Linked DNA regions of Mus musculus: region 1 is linked to region 2. The links are chromatin contacts, called in public Hi-C maps. All regions are on one chromosome and are shown on one strand. Each heading gives the region's core, a stretch centred on a gene start, on an enhancer-like site or on the middle of the called end of the contact. The rest is flanking DNA. Distances are from core to core; before and after follow the strand shown.

Evidence for each region. A called contact is a pair of places that touch in the nucleus more often than the background predicts.
Region 1: a contact with region 2 is called in a Hi-C map of uterus, with 2.2 times the contacts expected there. The contact joins two enhancer-like sites. A contact is called at or near these places in 6 of 39 promoter capture datasets (the C10 cell line, the HPC-7 cell line, cranial neural crest and 3 more), 5 of 484 Hi-C or Micro-C datasets (3T3-L1-derived adipocytes, the C2C12 cell line, bone marrow-derived macrophages and 2 more), 1 of 115 datasets of contacts at active chromatin or transcription factors (embryonic stem cells) and 1 of 9 other capture datasets (embryonic stem cells).

Annotation. Positions count from the first base shown.
Region 1 is chr11:79,876,164-79,880,086 of GRCm38.p6, forward strand. No RefSeq gene overlaps it. Among named protein-coding and RNA genes, the nearest start is that of Gm24454, 16 kb to the right of the region's middle. Within about 2 kb of position 2,143, at least 69 of the 459 cell types and tissues checked have an H3K27ac peak or open chromatin away from gene starts, as enhancers often do. A contact at or near this core is called in the C2C12 cell line and uterus, where this site is marked.
Region 2 is chr11:79,734,706-79,738,617 of GRCm38.p6, forward strand. No RefSeq gene overlaps it. Among named protein-coding and RNA genes, the nearest start is that of Mir365-2, 10 kb to the left of the region's middle. Within about 2 kb of position 2,141, at least 94 of the 459 cell types and tissues checked have an H3K27ac peak or open chromatin away from gene starts, as enhancers often do. A contact at or near this core is called in the C2C12 cell line and uterus, where this site is marked.

The DNA of each region.
Region 1 (3,923 bases), core at 893-3,392, 140 kb after region 2:
TTACCCAATTGGATCTCCTCAGCATTTTCCTTCTTTAAAGAATGGATGGGGGTGGGATTATGTGGAGATACACTTTGCTGTGGATTAGTGTTGCTTCTTTGGTTGGTCTGTAAGCTTAAGGCCCAAACTAGGAGAGACAAGGTGGTTATTGCCCAGGCACTTGCAGCTCTAGAACATGGTGCTCCCCCTGATATATCTATGCTTAAGCAATAGGTCGCTGGCCATTCAGCTCTTGCACCTCATTGCACGGGATAGAGTGAGTGTGCTTCAGCAGCCCGAGAGAGTTGCATGGCTAAGCACTGCAGTAGAAGGGCTCTGCGGCACATATGAGCCTATTCTAGGGAGACATGTCATCTTTCAAGAAGGTTGAGTGTTCAAGTGTCCTTCCCCCAGGAAAAACAACACGGGACCAGACCAGGACCCCTCTGGGTGATGAGCCTGGGAGGAGGTTATGTGTACGGCTCCTTTACCTGCACACTGGGGATTTGACCTCTATCTCCACTCTCATTAATATGGGTGGCCTATTGCTCTTATTAAAAGAAAAGGGGGATCTGTGAGGAGCCGCCCTCACATTTGCCATTATAAGATGGCACTGACAGCTGTGTTCTAAGTGGTAAACATAGTCTGCACACATGCAGGGGCAGTTTTCCCACCATGTGTTCTGCCTTTCCCGTGATGACAACTGGGCCGATGGGCTGCAGCCAATCAGGGAGTAATACGTCCTAGGTGGAGGATAATTCTCCTTAAAAAGGGATGGGGTTTCGCCATTTCCCTTTCTTGCTCTCTTGCACTCTGGCTCCTGAAGATGTAAGCAATAAAGCTTTGCCGCAGAAGATTCTGGTTTGCTGTGTTCTTCCTGGCCGGGCGTGAGAACGCGTTAATAAGATTTATGTTTATGTGTGTGTGTGTGTGTGTACATGCCTGTATATGAGTGTGATTGTGTGTGTGTGTGATTGTGTGTGTGAGACACATGTGACCCCCCACATTCACACACACGCACGTGCACACACACACACACACACACACACACACACACACACACGGAAGTCAGAGGACAGCTTGCAGGAGGTGGTAATTTTCTTTTTTACCCTGTGTTTCCAGGGATCACACTCAGGCAGCAAGCACCTTCGCCTGCAGAAGCATCTGGCAGGCCTCACAACTTCTTTCTTAGCCCTCCCCCACACCACGACACACTCCAGCCAGTGTAAACACTTGCAGTTCTCTGAATTCACCAAGCTCATTCCTGCCTCTGCACTGAAAGTTACTTCCCTCTGCCCTCTTTTCTGGCAGATTCTGCCCAGTTACCTCCTTAAGGCCACCTCCTCTGGGAAGCTTTTCCTGACTGCAGGGAACTGTACTGGGGAGCTCTCCTCACATTCTCCCCCACACTGCTTGAGAAGTATCTCACCCCCTCCCCCTCAAGGCAGTGAGCCCTAGGAAAGCAAAAACAAGATCACTTCCCAGCTCCCAATACCTGGCACAAAGTAGACACTCAATAAACACTTATCTGTCTATCAAAGCCCTAAATCAATGAATATAGTACAGGCTGAGTTCTAGCAGCCAGCATTTATATCTGCTTTCAAAACCCATATCCTTGTGTTGCCCCGTGACTCCTGGGCAGGTTGGAGATGTGCTTAGTCTTTGGAAGGTTGTCCTCACGCCATGGTCATTTTTTAAGGGTTGCCTCTCTGCCGTTCCCCTAACGCATGCTTTCTAAAATGGCTGCACTCAGGGAATGCTAAGGCTGGTCTTACCCCCAGAGATTCCTATTTAACGGTCAGGAGGATAGCAGGGCTCTCTGGGGGATTGTAGTAGAGTTTATCATCATACAAGGCTGCGATGCTCCCTCTGCAGTGTGGCTCCTATTCACCCTTCAAAACTCAAGAGAAATGTTACCTCCTGAACGAAGTCTTCCCAAGACAGAACAGAATCCACCCCCTCTTCCCTCCCTGCAGGTTCTAGATCGGCACTTGTCACCCTTCATCCCCAATGCCTAGCACGGCATCTAACACCCTGAGATGCTCAAAGGACTCTGAATGGACAAATATGGGAATGAGCAAGAGCCCTGTGTCACTCTGGCTAAGGCTGAATGCTGGCCTGCACTGGGAAAAGAGGAGGAGTCTGAGTTATGTTCTGGAAGAGCTCTGCAGGCCTGAGGTCATTGCTGCAATACCAGAAATTACGACACCCCAGCCAAAGCGAGGCATGACCATTAAACAGAGTTCTCTCCTTGTACTTCGCTGGTTAGGCTTGACAATGCATTATTAAAAAAAAAAATACTGAATAAATAATGAAACGATGTCCCAGGAACCACGATTGAGAAGGGCTCTGGTGGCCACTTTTCAAAGCAGAAGCACAGCTGTTCCCTGGGGCAGGGACAAGTCCCTTTGCCCTGTCCTGGATATGTGGGAATATCCTGGACACTCAGGAGGGCTGGCTGTACAGAATATGACCTTTGGCACTCAGTGGTTGGACACATGTCCTCTTTATAACAGTAGAAATACAATGTAAATCGCTTACATTGTTGTTAATTTATTGTAGCCACATTTTAAAAGTTAAAAGCAGCAGGCAGTGGTGGTGCAGGTCTTTAATTCCAGCACTGGAGAGGCAGAGGCAGGGGGACCTCTATGAGTTCCTAACTGCCCTGTTTTACATAACAAGTTCCCAGGTCAGACAGGGCCACATAGTGACACTCTATAAGTGAGACTCATTCAAGCTCCTGTATAGAGAAGTGGCCCATTAAGAGGCTTGACACCAATGCCTCCTCTAGGGTGATGTGCACCAACCCCATACCTGGCTTCGGATTTGGATTAAAGTCCTCTAGTTCTATGGGATCCATCTCATCAGTCTCTCCCACTTCCTTCCTCTCAAGAAGTTGTTTCCAGCAAAGATAGTTTATAGAAATTTGTATTTTTAAAGCTCCAAGACAGGCTGTCTTTCACAAGAATTGGATTCATCCTGTGTTGTAGGTAAAGATCGATTTTGAAAATGTTCACAGACTGTGTTCTCAAAGTGCTTGAAATCCCAGCCCTGGAGAGGTGGAGACCGGTGGATCCCCCAGCTTGCTGGCCAGCCAGCCTAGCCTACTTTGTGAGTTTCAGGCCATTCAAGGACCCTGTCAAAAAAAAAAAAAAAAAAAGTATAAAACTTTTAAAAGTGGTTGGTTGTAGAGATGGCTCAGCTGGTAAAGCAACTCGGAACCCAATTCTGGTGCCCTGAGTTCAGTCCTGGAACCTGCAGGAAGACAGAGGACGGAAGGCGAGTGTTAGCTCCACAGAGTTGCCCTGTGACTTCCACACACGTGTGGAGGAGCACACAATAATAATAAATAATTGTTTAAAGGTGGGGAACACCTGAGGAAACGACACCTAAAAATGATTATGATTATGACAGTTTCACTGGTGACTTCTGGGATATCAGAACCCAAGGACACCTTTTTTTTTTTTTTTTTTTTTTTAGTTTTTGGAGACAAAAACTAAACTAGTTTTCTCTGTATAGCCCTAGTTGTCCTGTAACTCCTTCTATTGACCAGGCTGGCCTCCAGCTCAGAGACTGTCCTGCCTCTGCCTCTGGAGTGCTGGGACTAAAGGCATTTGCTGCTGCCACCTGGCACCAAGGGCAACCTTTTAAAAGATTTTTTGTTTCTTTGTTTGTTTATATGTGTGTGAGTGTTTTGCATGTGTGTATATAAGTGTATCATGTGTGTGGGGTGCCCTTAGAGACCAGAAGAGGGCATTATACCCCCCAGGACAGTGGTTCTCAACCTTCCTAATCCTGGGACCCTTTAATTCCATTCCTCATGTTGTAATGAACCCCAAGCATAAAATTATTTTGTTGCTACTTCATAACTGTAAGTTGCTACTGTTATAAACTGTCATGTAAATATTTGGTGTGCAGGATATCTGATATATGACCCCAAGGGG
Region 2 (3,912 bases), core at 891-3,390:
ACCAGGGCCTTATCCTCGCGGGGCAAATACCCTACCATTGAGCTCCACCTGTGGCCCTAAACTCCCCCTTTAGATGAAACTGGTCCCATCTCCATTTGTTGGATATGGCTGGTATGTCTTAACTTTCACATTCAAGTTTTGTTGACTTTGTTTGAATGAAAATGCCCCCCCCAGGCTCATATATTTGGATGTCTAGTTCCCAGTTGGTAGACAGGAAGGATTAGGTGTGGCCTTGTTGGAGGAGCTATGACCTTGTTGGAGAAGGCCTGTCACTGGGGTGTGGGTTTTGAAGTTTCAAAAACCCATGCCAGGCCCAGTCTCTTTCTCTGCCTGCTGCCTTTGGATCAGGATGTAAGCTCGCAGCTCCATGGCCAGGCCTACCTGCTACGATGAACATGGACTCTCTGAAACTGTAAGCAAGCCTCCAGCGAAATGCTTTCTTCTATAACCTGCCTTGGTCTCTTCACAGCAACAGAACAGTCTAAGATATTGCCTTAGATGAATGATGCCCACACACTTTCAAGCACATATATGCCCAGGACCAGCTTCCTGGGGCCAAGGAGAAGTGTCAGTCAGAGCCCTGTGCTCTGAACGACCTGTGCCTGACTGAATCCTCTGTTGCCACTGCCTTGAAATTCATGATGATGATAGCCTCAGAAATTCTGTAGCCATCTTGCTAGGAGAAGCCTGAACCTTCTGAGGAATGCTGCCCCTTCCAGAGTCAGCCAGGAAGAAGACAGCGTTCCCAGGAAGGTGCTCGAGGATCCAGGAAAAATCCAAGCAAGGGACCCCAGGCCCAAGTGGTAATGGTGGGAATGCATGGACCTGTGTTAGCCCTGGTGAGGAGGGATCCTCACATTACAAAGCCCAAGTCCACAGGATCTGTCGATGTCCTAGGGCGTATGACTGGCAGGTCCTGCACTGAGTTCCTAGTTCCCAGACTTTGGAGCCTTTGGCTCCACCAGCGTGCTCCATGACATAGATGCAGTCTAGCTCTGGATACGTGCAAAGCCAGTTTGCTGTGTTTGTTGGTGAGAAATCTGCCTGCTTTCAGCCACTTATCCTAGAGGTCCAGTGAGAAAGGTGAGAAACGTTTTGTCTATTAGCCAGAATCTCTTAGTACCCAGTAAGAAGGTGGGGCAGTCTTTTATAGATGGATTCCAACCAATCAATGCAAAACGCGTGAATTCTAATACCAAGTGGATGTGGTGGCCCATGCCTGAAATCCCAGCCCTTAGAGACGGTAGCAGGAGGGTGGAAGCTAGCTTGGGTTACAAGGTGAGATCTTGTCTCAAAACAAGAAATACAAACATCTACTTACACATATATGTATACATATATACATGCTATATCTATCAGATGTGTATACACACACATCAATTTCAGTTTGTAATGGATTTGCATAACAAGACCCTGTCTCTAAATAGATATCAAATACATACACTCACAACAATGGTCTCCCTCTCTCTCTCTCTCTCTCTCTCTCCCTCTCCCTCTTCCTCTCCCTCTCTCTCTTATACGCAAGCGCGCGCGTGCGCGCGCGCACACACACACACACACACACACACACACACACACACACGAGAAGTGCTTGCCATATGTTGTCTCCTGACAGAGCTCAGTGCCATCTAATGATATGATATAGTCTTGCCAAAACAAACACTAAAGCGTACACTTGACCCTGGCCCAGCCTCTATGCCTAACTGCACATTTACAGGAGCAGCAGAGGAGAAGGACCTGTTGAACTACACCACAGAGCGGCAATCAGCAGAGTCCAGACACAGCCAGACACCACAAGACAGACTAGCTTCTCCCAGTAAATAAACTGCAAGCAAAGATAAAACGAAAAACCTTGAGGCCAGTAGAGGCTCAGGAGATGTACCAAGCGGTGGCATTGTGCAGGCTTCATTTGGTTCTAAAGGTACCCCCACAAAAACCAATTAGGTAGTAAACACAAATTGAGCATCAACCCTTTCAGTATTTGCTAATCAAGCATCGGGGATGATTGATGGTTTTAATGTGCAGTGGCTGTGTCACAATGGCTCCTGATAGGTTTTTGTCTGGAATAGTCCTTGTGGAGACACATACCCAAATATTTATGTATGAGATGATGTCATGCCTGGGATGTGTTTCAGAACAGCACCAAGGATGGATGTGGAGGGAGGAGGGACTGCAGAGGCATGGGCTGAGAGCAGATGATTGACACATTGAGCAGCGAGGACAGCGGGGCTTTAAGTGCTAGGGAATCAAACCTAGGACCTTTCTCATCTGCCTGTAGTCCTAGCACTTAGGAGACCAAAGTAGGAGAATAAAGAGTTTGAGGCCAGCTTGGGCTATGCAGCTAGACTCTGTCTCAAAATAAAGAAACAAAAATAAAAAGACTCTTGTGGCCTGTGGCCGGTATCTGGGGGAGAGACTTTTGAGGACGGAGAACCCCTGGGAGCACGCAGCACTGACTTAGGGTTACCGTGGCATTCCTTTTTCCCCTGGCCAGCCTGGGCCCCAGAGGTTGTACTCACTGGCGCCCCGGGCTCACATCAAAAGAGAGCTTTCTTCACGTCTGGATGAGCTCATGGCTCTGGACACTGTAATTGTAGAATAGCTCTGGCCCTAGCCCACAGTTCAGGCTCTTCCCTCCCACCCCTTAGGCGCACGCTGAGCCATGTCAGGACATCTGGCCACCAGCATGGGCTGGAGAAGGTGCAGCCGCTGGTGAGTACTATAGGGCATTCATAGACACACTCCTTAAAGCCTCTCTGGTGCTGATAGACCGGGGGCCAAGATCCAGGAACCTGGAGGGCCAGTGGGTTCCTGTCAGTTCCAGCTGCCAGCGGTGCTTCTGCAGGGAAGGAACACGGAAGAGGCTGGGGCCCAGCTTGCTGCATGACTTTGGCTTAGGTTCTCCATCCAACAGGAGGCAGCTCAGTGTCTCTATGTAGGAGGAGCACTGTTTATCTTTGGGGAGGAGCAATGATCCTGGATAATATTCTCAGACCCCCACCCATCAGCAGCCTCTGTCGCCCTGGCAACCAAAAGGCTGCTATTTGCTTCCAACCATCCCTGATATGCAGACCACTATGGGTCTTTAAGAGTTTTGCCACACTCATTAAGCCCCTGGTTGCTTGAGAAGTCAAGCTGGAAGATGGACGGGAAGCTGTGAATGATGTCTTGACTCAGTCTTGCAAAACTACGAAATCATAATGGTTCTTGAAGCATTCCTACAACTTTGCAAGGTATCCAAGTGCTGGGGACTGAGAGGAACCAAACACTTCAATGGAATGATCCCTCACCTCTGGATCCAAAGTCCAAAAAAAAGAAAGTATTTGGAGAAGTGCAGAAATACCCTGTGGCCCCAGGATTTGGTCTGGACTATGAACCTGTACAGCAGAGGCAGGGCATCCACTGTGGATGGCAGGAAATTAGCAAAGCTTTGCAAATGGGGTAGAAATGTGCCTCTCCCTTCAGAGAAGGGGCAGGCTTTCCTTCTCAGTCCCTGTGGACTGAGAACTCACAGATGCCTGTGTGTGAGTCAGAAACTGTCTCACTCCTTCTGGGTCAAATGCGAGGAATGCAAGTGAACAGCTGGGGCTTCTTGCCCTGGTGGTACCCAGCGGGTAGCGGCATTTGGACAGTGAGCATGAGGGAGTAAGCTGCCCAGAGTTCTTAAGCTATATGAGGACACCACATGCCCATGGAAGCACAGGTCCTTCCTCCCGCACTCCCTCCCTCGCTTCCCCCCCCCTTATTCCTTTCCCTCTTTTTTTCTTTCATCAATTCAACAAGACAATCTATGCCACGTGTTTAAGGATGAGCAAATTCTGAGCCCCACTCTCATGGAACACATCTATATAACCCAATAGATCCAGTGAGGAAAGAAAAAAAAATGTGTCTTCTAAGAGAGAGTAGGAGACA